Linked DNA regions of Mus musculus: region 1 is linked to region 2. Evidence: chromatin contacts called from public promoter capture Hi-C data. All regions are on one chromosome and are shown on one strand. Each heading gives the region's core, a stretch centred on a gene start, on an enhancer-like site or on the middle of the called end of the contact. The rest is flanking DNA. Distances are from core to core; before and after follow the strand shown.

Region 1 (6,747 bases), core at 1,464-3,963, 66 kb before region 2:
TAGCCTTAAACTCCTGTGCTACCTGCCTCCATCTACCAAGTGCTGGGGTCACCTATGTGCCACCATATCTGGCTTTGATGAATCCTTTTTATGTAGGATCAGCTAAGTTACAATTTGGTGAGAAAACAACTTAATAACTTAAAGCAAGACCTTTTGTTGTTGTTGTTGTTGTTGTTGTTACTCATTACTTCTGATCTTTTTCTGATTAGTGGCGAGCTCTTGCTAAATTCAGGCTTTGGTTACAAAGCCTAACCTGGAACTTCTAGGGCTGCCCTTGCAGGGACCAGGAGCAAGGGCATGTTCTCTACAGTCGGTGCTTCAGTCTGTCTTGACTGTCTGTCCTTTGTGGATAGTGTGTTCCAGTCAAAACAGCAAATTAAGGCTTCAGACATAAAGCGACATATTTCTGCTTGGCCCATTGACTATGTCTGACTACAAACAGATCAGGAAATAAACCCTATCATGGACTGATAAGGCCAAAAGCCAGACATATTTAGCAATAGGTGTTGATTGTCTACCACTTGTTTTGTGCTGAGAGTTGTTCTAAATGCGTTGCAGGTTTCAGCCCTGAGAAGCTTTGCATCAATCCCAGGAAACAGGTAGTTAGCACCATTATCATTCCTACTGCATACATGAAATACCAAGGCAAGAAGTTAAGCAACCTGCCAAAGCCACACAAACAGAATTCAAATTTTGGATCTCAGCCCAGGTGATCTGACCTCATGGTATATGTGCCTCGTCTCCATACTGTGCAGCCAAATGGAAGGAAATGAGAAGCTGTCAAAGGCTTTTTCAACGGGTGAGCATGGTTAAGTGAGATCCTCGTACAAGAGGAGTCAGGTGGAGCAAAGCCACCCGTGAATGACTCCAGCGCCAGAAAATTGGATGCCCTTTTCCTGGACTCCAAGGGCACCTGATCTGTTATGTGCAGACCCACATATAGACACACATACACATAGTTAAAAATTAAAACTAAATCTTAAGGCCAACATATTGCAATGCCTCTAATCCTAGCACTCAGGAGGCAGAGGCAAGCAGAACTTTGTGAGGTCAAGGCCAACCTGGACTACAGAGTGAATTCAGGCCACCCAGGGCTATATAGGGAGGCCCTGTCTCAATAAAATCAAATAAAAATTTAAAAACGACTAAGAGAATATCAAATCTGATGGACCTGTCTTAGGAAAATACTATATGAACTTGGACGTTTATGAAAGTAAGTTCTTTGAGACTTCACTGGAATGAAAAGGTTTGGAACAGGAATAAATTATTCTGATTAATAATGTAACAAATATTTTAATTTCCCTTTATAATATATAAATATTATATATTACAATATATAATAAATAAATATATAATATAAACATTTTGAGGGGAGCCTGGTCTTGGGAGAAAGTAGAGATGAACAAGACTGCTGTCTTAGAGGCAAATAAACACTTTGTCTTGCTGGCCTCCCTGGTCTATTACTCTAGCCTTCAGAAGAATCCCTTAAGAGCAAATATCAGGAAGTAGCGTTCTCTTCCCCTTTAGCACATCCTGTTTTTTCTCAGTCTCTTTTAAGAATTTGATGAGTGAAGGGACGGAATGCATACACAGGAAGATGGCCGTGGGTTCAAGACACTATTTGTAACAAGAGAGGCTTTGGAAAATAATACCTAATAACCATTTTTAAGTAGCTGCTTATTCCATGTTACCCTATAACTGGCTCTCCCCCAAACAACCTGAGAGATGGCTCAGCAGGTGAGAGAGTTTGGTAATCTCTCATAGGACCCTGGTTCCTTCCCCAACACCCACATCACACACCCTCATCCATCAGCTGAAACTCCAGCTTCAGGTACTGCAATGCCCTCTTCTGGCCTCCTTGGACACCTACACACACACACACACACACACACACACACACACACACGCACGCACGCACGCACGCACGCACGCACGCACACGCACACGCACACGTACGCACTCACACACGCACGCATGCACACACACGCAAGTAAAGGAGGCTAGGTATGGTGGCACATACCTTTAATCCCAGCACTTTGGAGGCAGTTCTCTGTTAGTTCGAGGCTATCCTAATCTACAATATAAAGTTCCAGGCCACCAAGGGCTACTTAGGAAGAACCTGTTCAAAAAAAAATTTTTTTTAAAGGAAAGAAAAGTTCTGCCTAGACACTAGTCAGAGCGATGCTCAAAAAGGGCAGTAGTCACAGAGAAGACTAATGTATATCAGCGGCAGGAGGCATTCCAAGTTAGAAGTGATCACGAGGGAGGGTGTAATGTCTCTTTAACTCGGGTCAGAGGGTGAGTCCTTTTGTCTCTTGAAGGAAAGACTAACCTAAAGGAGTCTGGGATAGCCACAACCCTTGTATTATATAAGGATAATAAACACACATCTTATAAAGGTTGCTGTGAAGAGCATACTGTGATAATTGATAGAAAGCGCTTAGAGCAGTACATGGCACACAGTATGAGCTCTGTAAATGTTGGTCGTTCCCTTCACTTTATTCTCTTCACTCTCCTCCCTCTCCACCCGGCTTCATTCATTCTTTTCCAAGGGCACGCAGGGGGCGTGTCCTCCCTCCCGCCGCTTCCACCTAAGCCCCGCCCCCGGCTCTTCCCGGATTGGTTCCTAGGAGGCGGAGCCAAGGGGAGAGCCCAGTGCAGCGCGGTGGGCGGGGCGCATGCGCGGGTTGGGCTGGGTGGAGGAGGAGAGGAAGAGCTGCCGGAAGTAGGCGGTGGAGGTGGCGGCTGAGCTGGTCGCAGCTGCCAGGGAAACCGAGGCGGGAAGCACAGCGGGCAGACCCTCAACACTCGGGGTCAAGTGTGCGTCCCGCACGCCTGAAGCCGGGAGCTCGCTCCACCTAGGCCACTTCTGGGGTCCCGCAGCCTCCGCGAGTCCCTGCCTTGCCCGAAGCCCGCCAGGGGGCGCCGCGCTGAGGGGCTGAGGGGCTGCGGGGCGGGGGCGCTGACGGCTCTGACCCCGGGGCTGCTCCGGGCCGGGCGAGAGGACCGCCTGGGCGGGGACCCCAAGGCCTCAGCCCCGGACAGAGGCAGGGGTTCTTGGGGGGTGCAGGGGGCGCGTCGCCCTCTGCCCCCGCCGGCACCCTGGCCATGACAGGCAAGTCGGTGAAGGACGTGGATCGGTACCAGGCGGTCCTGGCCAACCTGCTGCTGGAGGAAGATAACAAGTTCTGTGCTGACTGCCAGTCCAAAGGTAACGCATCCGGGGCGCCGGCGGGGGGCCAGCTGCGGGGCGGCGGCGTGGCGATGAGCTGCGATGGCCTGAGTGGGGAGGGGGTTCTGGAGCTCAGGGCGAGTCCTCTTCGTATGACCACGCGAGCCACCCTCGCTCATGAGCTTGCTGGGTTTCCTCGGGCTTGGGACTTGGGGTTTGGTGTGGGCGAGTGTGTGTGTGTGTGTGTGTGTGTGTGTGTGTGTGTGTGTCAGCGAAGTGGGGATGATATAGTGGGGGGTGGGGTTGCCCGGTGTGTTCAGGTGAGACTGTCTATGTTGCAGACTCTGAATGGCTTCTGGGCTCGCTGTCATGCAGAGCTGGCAGCCTTTTACTTGGCAAAGCTGTGGGTGAGCTGCAGTGTGGTGGGGGTGGCGGTGGGGGTGACGAGGAGGAAGGTGAGATGACTAAGAGAAAAACTGTCGAAATGATATTTAAAGGTGGCATTCCTTGCTGTCTGCTATGTCGTTAGCAGCTCCTGTCATTTTACCACCTTGTTGAGCTCAGACCGAGTGCTTAGGTGGCTTTCTTCACCCAGGTCGTGTGCACTGAGAAACAGCTACCTTATGCAGTGACACAGTGCGGATTTCTAGGTAGTCTAGCCTGGGTTGTGGAGGCCTCATGCGTGTGTGGTGAGCGAAACTAGCAGACCTGGACTGTAGTGCAGGACCCGTTCAAGCAGGGAGAAAAGGAAGCAAGGAATTCCCCCAATTCGTTATTTCCCTGGTGATTACACCTTTAGAGAGGAAATAGAAATTGGCCACAACCACTTAGCCTTTGTTTTCTGTGTCTGTAAAGGTTCATGCTGTGTTACAATTAAAGGTCAATATGGTAGAAAATTTACTAGTGAATTCTGTACAGCTTTGTAGGTAGGAGCAGCTATAATTGGGAGGGGGTATTTACTTTAGTTCATTTCCTGAATTTGCCATGTAGCATATGGGTATAAAGTAGTATAAAGCATTCAGATGTGTGTGTGTATTAATGTTGAGAAAAGCAATAGATACTTAGCCCATACTTCATGTGATTATGGTTTATTTTAGAGTAAGGTTATGTAAGGAGGGCGCAAGAATGATGATGCATTGATTTAGACTCCTAGTAATAAATTTTAGTGACCTCTATCAGTAGGCAAATGCAGTGAACTGTCAGCAAAGCAGGTCCCCAGACTTCTCTCGAGAATTTTTGCGTTAACAGGAGTTCAATTTATGTTGAGGAGTCGAAATTTCTTGTAGCTTGATTCTTGTTAGATCTACTGGAAGGTTTGGTTTACAGTGTAGGAGCACCTTTGGTCTACTCAAATCCTCTGATGTCCTCATTGACAATTTTAAGTCGCAGCGAGGCATCCACTGAGCAGAAACCATTGTTGATGATTTTTAGAACCGCCCCCTCCCCTGTACTCATGTTGTTTGTATGCTTACTCATCCCAATAACATATACCATGGGGAAGAGACACGTTAATTTACCAGGTCTTCCTCCAAATCTCCCATTGCCCTTTATTAATAGCCTTACTAGATATAATCAGACATAGAACTTCGTTAATTCCTGATGAGAACTAGTAACTGGGGCCTGCGATAGGGCTCAGTGAATAAAGGTGCTTGCCACTAAGACTGACAACCTGAGTTTGATCCCCAGGACTCACAGGGTAAGAGGAGAGAACCAGCTCCCATAAATTGTCTCCTGACCTCCACGTGGACTCTAGTACATACATGTACAATCTCCACAAAGTTAATAATTAAGATGTAAAAACAGACGACACCAACAACAAAGCCTAGTAGCTGTCTGCCACTGATACTAAAACCTTGGATCCTGAATGTTCTGAAGTTAGAAATTCTCTTCAACGCGTTTGCCACTATTAAAAAAAGAGATGCCCACGTGTCCATTATCTTTCAGTTCTGTCAAACAGGCTTTTGCAGAGGCCTGTTTATCTAGCTGCCGAATGTTCAGCCCTGTCTGCCGGTTAACCCCTCCTTCATTCTCTTCCTCTTTTCCACTTTCAGGTTTTGTGATGAACTCGTAGGCAGTTCTCAGAGGGTAGGAAAGAGAGATATTTGCATTAGTAGATCATGACCTGCTCAGCCCTGATAAAAAGGACCAGCAGTTGGTGGAAGAGTTAGAAGACTGTTCACTGAAATAAGATTTGAGTTTGAGTTTACTTTTCTGTTTTCCTCTTGTCCTTTTCAGAAAATTGAGAGCTCACCAGACAAGGTCTGGAGAGTTCATCTATTAGTATTTAGTGTATTGATGTTGCCTGGACTACAGACCTCTAAGTGGATACTTTTGTAATGTTCCAAAATAGCTCTTTGGCAATGAATTCTCTTTTTTAAAATTTAATATTATGTTTTAATTTATTTATTTGTGTGTGTGTGTATGTGTGTGTGTGTGTGTGTCAGAGAACAACTTCCACCATGTGGGGAATGAACTCAAATGGTCAGGCCTGCTGGCAAGCATCTTTCCTTACCCACCGAGCCATCTTGTCACCTGATGTTTCTATTTATTTATTTTCAGGAAAAATTATGTTTCCTAAACGTTTTATTTTTATTTTAAATCATATGTATATGTGAGTGCAGTGTCCATGGATGCCAGGAGAGGGTGTTGATCCCTTGGAACTGGACTCACAGGTGATTAGGATTCATCTGAGGTGGGTGCTGGGAACTGAACTCAGGCCTTTTAAAGAACACTATGAACTCTGATCCACAGAGTAACTTTTCTAGTCCCCTGACTCTTCTTTTTAAAATCATGTTTAGGAGTGATACTTGTTAGTTGATCCTTAAAATAATGTCATTCAGCACTGGGATAGAGACTAAGCAGGCACCTTTCCCTTTATTCAGTAGAAGGCCTGTTGAGTCAGGTTTCCGAATGTCCTGGACTGCTTTGACACTGCTTTGTATTAAAAAAAAAAAATGCCAATGCTTAGTGGTTGTGGTGCGTGTCATTAGTCCCAACTTGAGAGGGGAAGGCAGGGGGATCTCTGTGAATTAGAGGCCAGTTGGTCTCTACAGTGAGTTCCAGGACAGCTAAGGCTGTTACATAGAGAAATCCTGTGTCAAAGACAAACAAAAAACAAAGAAGTCACAATTTAAACCATCTGAGGTGGCTACCCCTGTAATCCCAGCACTCAGGAGCTGGAGGCAAGGAAGGAAGATAAGAAGTTCAAGTTTGAGGCTAGTCTGGGCTATGTGAGACCCTGCCTCAAACAGTTCCCGTTCCCAAATGCTATGACTTATTCTTAGCACAAAGTGCAGTTTCCTTGTCATGACAGCTTGCAAAGTAATACCTACATGGACTGATCTCAGCAATGATAAAGTTAGAGGGTGTACCAATGTTGATAAATGATTGATAAATGAGGAAAAACTAGTGTAAGAGCCAGGTATGTCTCTGGTAACTGGCTGCTTGAGACCTGGCTCCATCATACTTCCATTGTACTTGGGGTCACAGTAGCCCAAGGCTGGGCCTTTAGCTCTGCAGCTCCAGATGTTTATGAATGTGTTGGCATTAACCCATTCAGAGACTGGTGTCAGAGG
Region 2 (6,707 bases), core at 4,174-6,673:
GTCTGTCTGTCTGTCTGTCTGGCATTTTCTTTGCTTGCTGTTCTTTTGTCTTTCCCTCCTGTGCAGCATCTACTCATATCTTTTGCCCATTTTCCCCCATTGACTTTTTTCCTTTCCCTCCAACCCTTTACACAGGTGAAGCTGATCTGAGATTAGTAGACACTGACTGGGGGTTTAAGTCCCAGAACCCTTGTCAAAAATCTGGGTACAGTGGCATGCGCCTGTAATTCTAGGGGTTGGAAGGCAGGAGACAGGAGAATCCTACGGACTCAGTGGCCAAATGGTCCAACCTAATAAGAGAAGTGCAAGCTAGTGAGAGTCCCAGTCTCAACCTCCACCCCAGTGCTCTACAGGCTTCTTACTAAGTCTTCCAGGGGCTGGGCTCTCATCGGTGAACTCTGAGGCAACAGCTCCACTTTATAGAGCCTGCAGACTCTTCTGGTATAAACTGACTTCACTTCTGGGGCAAAGGGGATGCAAACCCAAGTGAAAATGACCACATAGTTTTTTGGGTTTTGATATTTGGTGGTTCTTTTGTTTGTTTGGTTTGGTTTGTTTGTTTTTTTGTTTTGTTTGGTTGTTTTTGTTTGTTTGTTTTTGTTTTGTTTTGTTTTTTAATACAGGGTCTCACTATGTACCTCTGTCTGTCTTGAAACTCACTCTGTAGACCAGGCTGACTTGGAACTCAGAAATCTGCCTGTTTCTGGGCTTTTATTCAGTGATTTGCGGGAGGGTATGTGCCTCCCGAGTGCTGGGATTAAAGGACTACTTCGCCTTGCCTTGCCCAGCCAACCACATGGATCTTTACACACACACACACACACACGTAGATGAAAATAAATCTAATATAGTTTCAAATGAACCAGGGCCTCCAAGATGAGTAATGCACCTGCTGGCCAAGCTGGATATCCTGACTCAGCAGGAGGACTGGGATCAATGGAAGGAGAACTGACTCTACGAAATCACCCTCTGACCCCCACACATGTGCCATGGCATGTGCACCCACCCTCCCACAAATCACTGAATAAAAGCCCAGCCACTGATTACCTTGTTTCAAAAGACCATTTAGAGATTAAAAAAAAAAAAAAAAAAAACCATAGTACAAGCAGAGGAATCTAAATTCAGAATGCAAGAATCTAAATAAAAAAAAAAACTGGGTGTACTGATATATCTGTAACCCCAAATGCTGAATAGGATGTACACAGATAGAACCCAGGGACTCACTGTACAGGGAGAAGCTATGTCTTAATAAGGTTGGATCAAAGAGGAAGCACTTGGCACTGACTTTGAACTTCCACAAATGCATGCATGGGCAAGAACACCCCCCCACACACACATGTGCACATCAATTCAGCATGTGTACAAAATGTGCACCTGGCTATGGTGCCAAATGCTTGCAATCCCAGCACTTAGAGACCAAGGCTTTACGGCTGTAGAAGTTCAAGTCTTGCTTGGGCTACATAGTGAGTTTGATGTCAGCTTGGGTCAAGTAGCAAAATTACAACTTAAAAAAACAACAACAACAACAACAATACTAAAGAACAGTGAGATGCTTCAGTGGAAGGGGCCTGCTGCCAAGCCTGATAACTCGAGTTTGATCCCAGGACCTATATAGAGGGAGGAGAGTCCCAACTTTCAGAAGCCATAGTCTGACCTCCACACATGCACAACTGGCACCATTGTGGCATGTGTCTACATACCCCTTAAATAAATTCCTGAAAGTGTAATTTAAAAATTCTTAACTGAAAATATAAAAAATAGGTAATAATCTTTGTGAAGAGTGGCTTTTTATATTGTCCTAAATTAGTTTTGTTCCCGTTTTATTTTAGACCAGTAGAAATGTCTATCCAGTCAGAGATCTGAGGGTTAACCTCTCAGGACCACTGTCTTAAATATGTCTTTAATGGATCAAAAGGGAGGACAATACAAGCTTTCTCCCTAGCCCTCCATTTGGATAGAAGAGGTCTAATAAAGATGTTGCTTGGCTCATTTCTAGAAATGATATTTCAAGTAAATTTGATTTCTCATTGGTATGGTAGAGTCACTACCACTAGCGGATTTCAAAACTTCACAATGAATTCTGGACCATAAATTCCATTACATGTGATCCATTCACAACAATGTGAATATAATTTAATATTAATGAACTGTACATTTACAAGTTACAAAGATAGTGTTTTAGTCTGAGGATATGGCTCAGTCACTACAGAGTTTGCTGTATAAGCATGTAGACATAAGTTAAAGTCCTCAAAATACATGGAGAAAAGCTAGGCACATCCCAGAATGGTCGAACAGGATTTTAATCTCAGCACTTGGGAGGCAGAGACATGTGGGTCTCTGAGTTCAAGGCCAACCTTGTCTGTATACCAAGTTTCAGGCCAGCAAGGTCTCAAACAAACAAAACAAAATCTAAAAGGCTCACTGTGAGACCCCATCCTAAGGAAACAAAGATGGTAGCACCTGAGGAATGACATCTCAGGCTGACCTCTGACCTAACTACACCACACACACTACTCTGGGTTCATGCACATGATAGGGTTTTGGTTTACCTTAAAAATAGACATTTACTCAGTACCACTTCTGCTTTCATCTAAATACGACTCACTGTTAATATTTTCTCTTGATTTATTGCATCCTTGCATCTACCACAGATCACACTACATATAGGTATGCTGTGGAGAGAGAGACACCGACAGAGAGAGAGAGAGAGAGAGAGAGAGAGAGAGAGAGAGAGAGACTATATACGTGCACACACTAAAAACATGTAACAAAAGTTAGCCGGGCGTGGTGGTACACGCCTTTAATCCCAGCACTCAGGAGGCAGAGGCAGGCGGATTTCTGAGTTCGAGGCCTGCCTGGTCTAGAAGTGAGTTCCAGGACAGCCAGGGCTACACAGAGAAACCCTGTCTCGAAAAACCAAAAATAGATAGATAGATAGATAGATAGATAGATAGATAGATAGATAGATAGATAGATAGTTGGTTGTACCATGCTGATTCTCAGTTCTACACTTTCCACTGGCATCCCATGTCATTCAGACTAGCCTCAATGTGTTCACCATGGTTTGCCTCAAACCATACCAAAATCTGTGCTGGCCATTGCATATTACTACACACGCTCCATCTCAGGGACTTTGCTGTCTGCTAAGACAGTCTTTTTATAGATAGCATGTCTTGACTTATTGCAGCTCTCTTCCAATAGCATCACAGCAGTGGGCACTTTCTCAGCTGTGATGAGGCAGCCCCAGTGCATAGAGCTATTTGCATACAGCTGCCCTTGGTTCTCTTTTATTCCTTTCCCTCCTTACTGACTTGAAGTTGAATGTTTCTGTTCTTTCAGGGGTTACCCTGAGTCACAACATGCACTGAAAACCTTTATTAGGTTACTTACATATTTACACTCTCTCTCTCTCTCTCTCTCTCTCTCTCTCTCTCACACACACACACACACACACACACACACATATCAATGAGTCTGCCTTCAAAAATTACTTTAGAGATTCCAGGTGTCTGCCAAAATACTCCAAGTCAGGTTCTCCTCTCTCTCTCTCTCTCTCTCTCTCTCTCTCTCTCTCTCTCTCTCTCTTTCTTCCCTTTTTTCTTTCTTTCTTTCTTTCCTGCCTCTGCCTTCTGAGTGCTAGGATCAAAGGAGTGTGCCACCACCAACCAGCCACATTTTATTTCTTTAAGGAAACAGTCATTTTTGCAGGTTGGTGCCACCATGAACTGGGGAGTTGAATATGAAGAGCCTTAGGCAGACTGAGTAGGCACCCTAACACCACATGGGACTATGCCCACAGCTTGCTTATCTTTAAGTCTGCACTCGACATTGTAACTGAAGGGAAGCCGGGTGCTTACAGTTATAATGCTGTCTGCTAAAGATGATGCCCCCCGCCCCCGTAACATGTAGAGTCAAAAACAAAACAAACAAACCTCCTTCCACATTAACAATCAGAGTGGGACTGTGGGGAACCAATGACTTGTGATGTATTATACAGGCATTTGAAGCCTACTCTGAATGACACCTGGTGTCTGTTCCAATCAAGAGTTAGCTAATTAGTTACTTAGTGCAGTAAGACTAACTGCTTAGCAAGACAGAAGTCAGCGGGTCCCTTAGATGGGGACACTGACAAACAGCTCATGAGATAAACTCAGAGCTTTAGTTCTGCCAACTCCAAAGATCTTCCACTCCTCTCAGGGGTGCAATCCCTTTTCCAGGAGCACCAGATGCAACTGTACAGTAGTGTTTAATAAACTCTCTACTGCCAATTTGTCTTTTTTTTTTTTGCAAATTAATTTACAGCCCAAGTGCCACTGTCTTCAACTCAATAGATAGAGATGACTTTGAACGAAGATCACAGCCAACGACACGAAATTTTTTTGCAGTTCATGAATTTTTCCCATGTTGTTTCACTTATCTTCCCCCATCCCAAACACACACAGACACACACACACACACACACACACACACACACACACACACACACACACACATTAAAGAGAACACCCAGCCCTTCGAGGTTCTACTCATGTGGAGAGGGTTTCCTATATCAGTCCCAAGTCCGCTCATTTTTCCCCCTCCCAGTCTCTATGTGCAGTATGAAAGGTCTGTTTTCCAGATAGCTGGGCAAAAGCCGCTTTCAACTTGGATTAACTTTCTGGATGCTGGTTTTCCAATTTTTGCTCTGGTAAGTGTTTACTCTGTCGTCATCTCTTCTGTATCTTCCAGTGGGCTCAGTTTTATTTTCTCAATGCCATATGTTTACTGAACTTTTAAAGAGATAAGTTAAATTGAGGAACTGAGGAAGGCTAACTCAGACACCAGACACTTCCCCTAGCTACAGGCACTCAGGAAACACGCCGTGAGAATATGGGAAGAAAGGGGTTCTACCTTCCAGGACCATGGGAAAATAAATTCCTATTGTTTAAGTCACCGGTGTGAAGTGTTTTTCTTTGGGGGTGGGAGGCAGCCTTAAGCAAACTAATACATGTCTTTAGGGACATTAAAAATACATATCCCGGAATTTTTTTTTTAAGTTTATTGTTTTCTAGGCCCCTGTTGCCTTTTGGATTGTCTATTTTTCTACTTATCGAATTCACCAGAATTAGGAGATTAGGAGAGAGCAGGAACTGCGTGCGATTTAAGGCTGCATCCTGAAGCCTTAAGAATGAAAGAATGACAGAGAAGCGGCTTCTCCAGGAAGACTCGCCGGGCCACGGGGTACAGGAGACCCTCAGCAGGGGCTGCCGGCTTCGCTGGACACCGCCCCTGGGTCTGCCCGGGCGGCTTCCGGCTTCCGGGATCTGGGTCGCGCAGCACCCGGGTGGGCGGAGCCACGGGCAGGGCGCTGACGCGAGCAGCGTGGGGTGGGCGGGTCCCGGGTGGAGGCGCGGGGACACGAACCGGGCTAGAGGGGCGGGGTGAAACGGCGGAGCTCGGGCATCTGAGCCGCAGCCGGCGCCGCAGGTCCTGGGCTGGGACAGAAGGCCGGGCAGGACGCCTGTGCGCGCGGAGCTCCGCTCCCGGGTGCGGCGGGTGAGAAGCGGGAGAGGCCGGTGTCCAGCCCGGAGGCCGACGGTGTCCTGTGTCCCTCGGAAGCCACGCTGCGCACTGGGCGCCGCGGTGTGAGCGTGGAAGGCTGGCGGGAACGGATCCGGAGATCCTCCGGTGAGTAGGCGACTCTGCTGCGGAGCTGCGAGCTCGACCGGGTGGCTGCCTGCGAAGTTCTGCCGATGGGTCGTTCAGCAAGCTTCTGGGATTGCCAGCTCCTTCGGAAGGAACAGCACAAAGTTTGCACTTAGTGACGAGACTTTTTACATAGTCGGGGCTATTTGCACCAACTCCGGTCTTTTTGGACAGGCAGTCTTTCACCTTTCCTCCTCTTCCCCCAGACTTCAAAGAGCAGTCCCCTCCCCGAGAGAGAGCTGCGTTTGGGTATCAGGTCCACTGAATCTGGTCCCAGTGTCCACAACTATTCATATGCTGAATGGGCGATTCAGATGATGGATTCGGGTTGTTTCCAAATTGCTGTTATGGTCAGTTCTGTAGTGGTTCTACTTGCACTTGACATACTATATTTCCTCCTCTCCAGCTCTGTGGGAGCACATAACCCTGCAGTTTTAATTGCATCTGAACCGGGGATTCGTTTCACCAGCTGTGCTGGGCATTTGGAGTGTGTGATGACGACTGTTGCTGCTGGCTTATGACAAAGCGCAGCCCTGTGAATTACTGTTTTATCAACTGAGATATTCAAGCTGAGCTTTCTAATTGTTTTCTAAAATAACTCTAAAACATGATGGCCACTGGGGCCCCGTAAAGGCTTTGGCAGACAGGTCTGATGCCCTGGTAAAAGGAGAGAACCAACTCTCAAAAGTTGGCATGTGACCTCCACCCCCATAAATAAACGCATGTGATTTTTTTTATTTTTAATTTTTTTTAAAGATTTATTTCTTTATTATAAGTACACTGCAGCTGTCTTCAGAAACCCCAGAAGACGGTGTCAGATCTCATTAGGGATGGTTGTGAGCCACCATGTGGTTGCTGGGATTTGAACTCAGGACCTTTGGAAGAGCAGTCAGTGCTCTTAACTGCTGAGCCATCTCTTCAGCCCGTGATTTTTTTTTTAAACTTTAAGATAATGTTTATTGTACAGCTTTAAAATAAAAAGGTCTTAATTGTTAACTTAGTAGACCTAACATTGTCTCAAC

Evidence for each region. Capture Hi-C pulls out chosen DNA fragments and counts their contacts.
Region 1: a contact with region 2 is called in a promoter capture Hi-C map of adipose tissue. The contact joins the promoter of Smap2 here to the promoter of Zfp69 in region 2. A contact is called at or near these places in 13 of 39 promoter capture datasets (the C10 cell line, the HPC-7 cell line, cranial neural crest and 9 more), 1 of 15 datasets of contacts at CTCF or cohesin (the NIH/3T3 cell line), 11 of 484 Hi-C or Micro-C datasets (the G1E-ER4 cell line, LSK cells, Th1 cells and 4 more), 10 of 115 datasets of contacts at active chromatin or transcription factors (the 230-238 cell line, CD8 T cells, the SCID.adh cell line and 4 more) and 3 of 9 other capture datasets (adipose tissue, liver and pancreatic islet).

What each region holds. Positions count from the first base shown.
Region 1 is chr4:121,013,213-121,019,959 of GRCm38.p6, reverse strand. It overlaps Smap2 (small ArfGAP 2), which reads left to right and starts at 2,713. Exons shown (of 10, transcript NM_133716.3): 1 at 2,713-3,211. The coding sequence starts at 3,109.
Region 2 is chr4:120,950,404-120,957,110 of GRCm38.p6, reverse strand. It overlaps Zfp69 (zinc finger protein 69), which reads left to right and starts at 5,423. Exons shown (of 6, transcript NM_001384119.1): 1 at 5,423-5,667.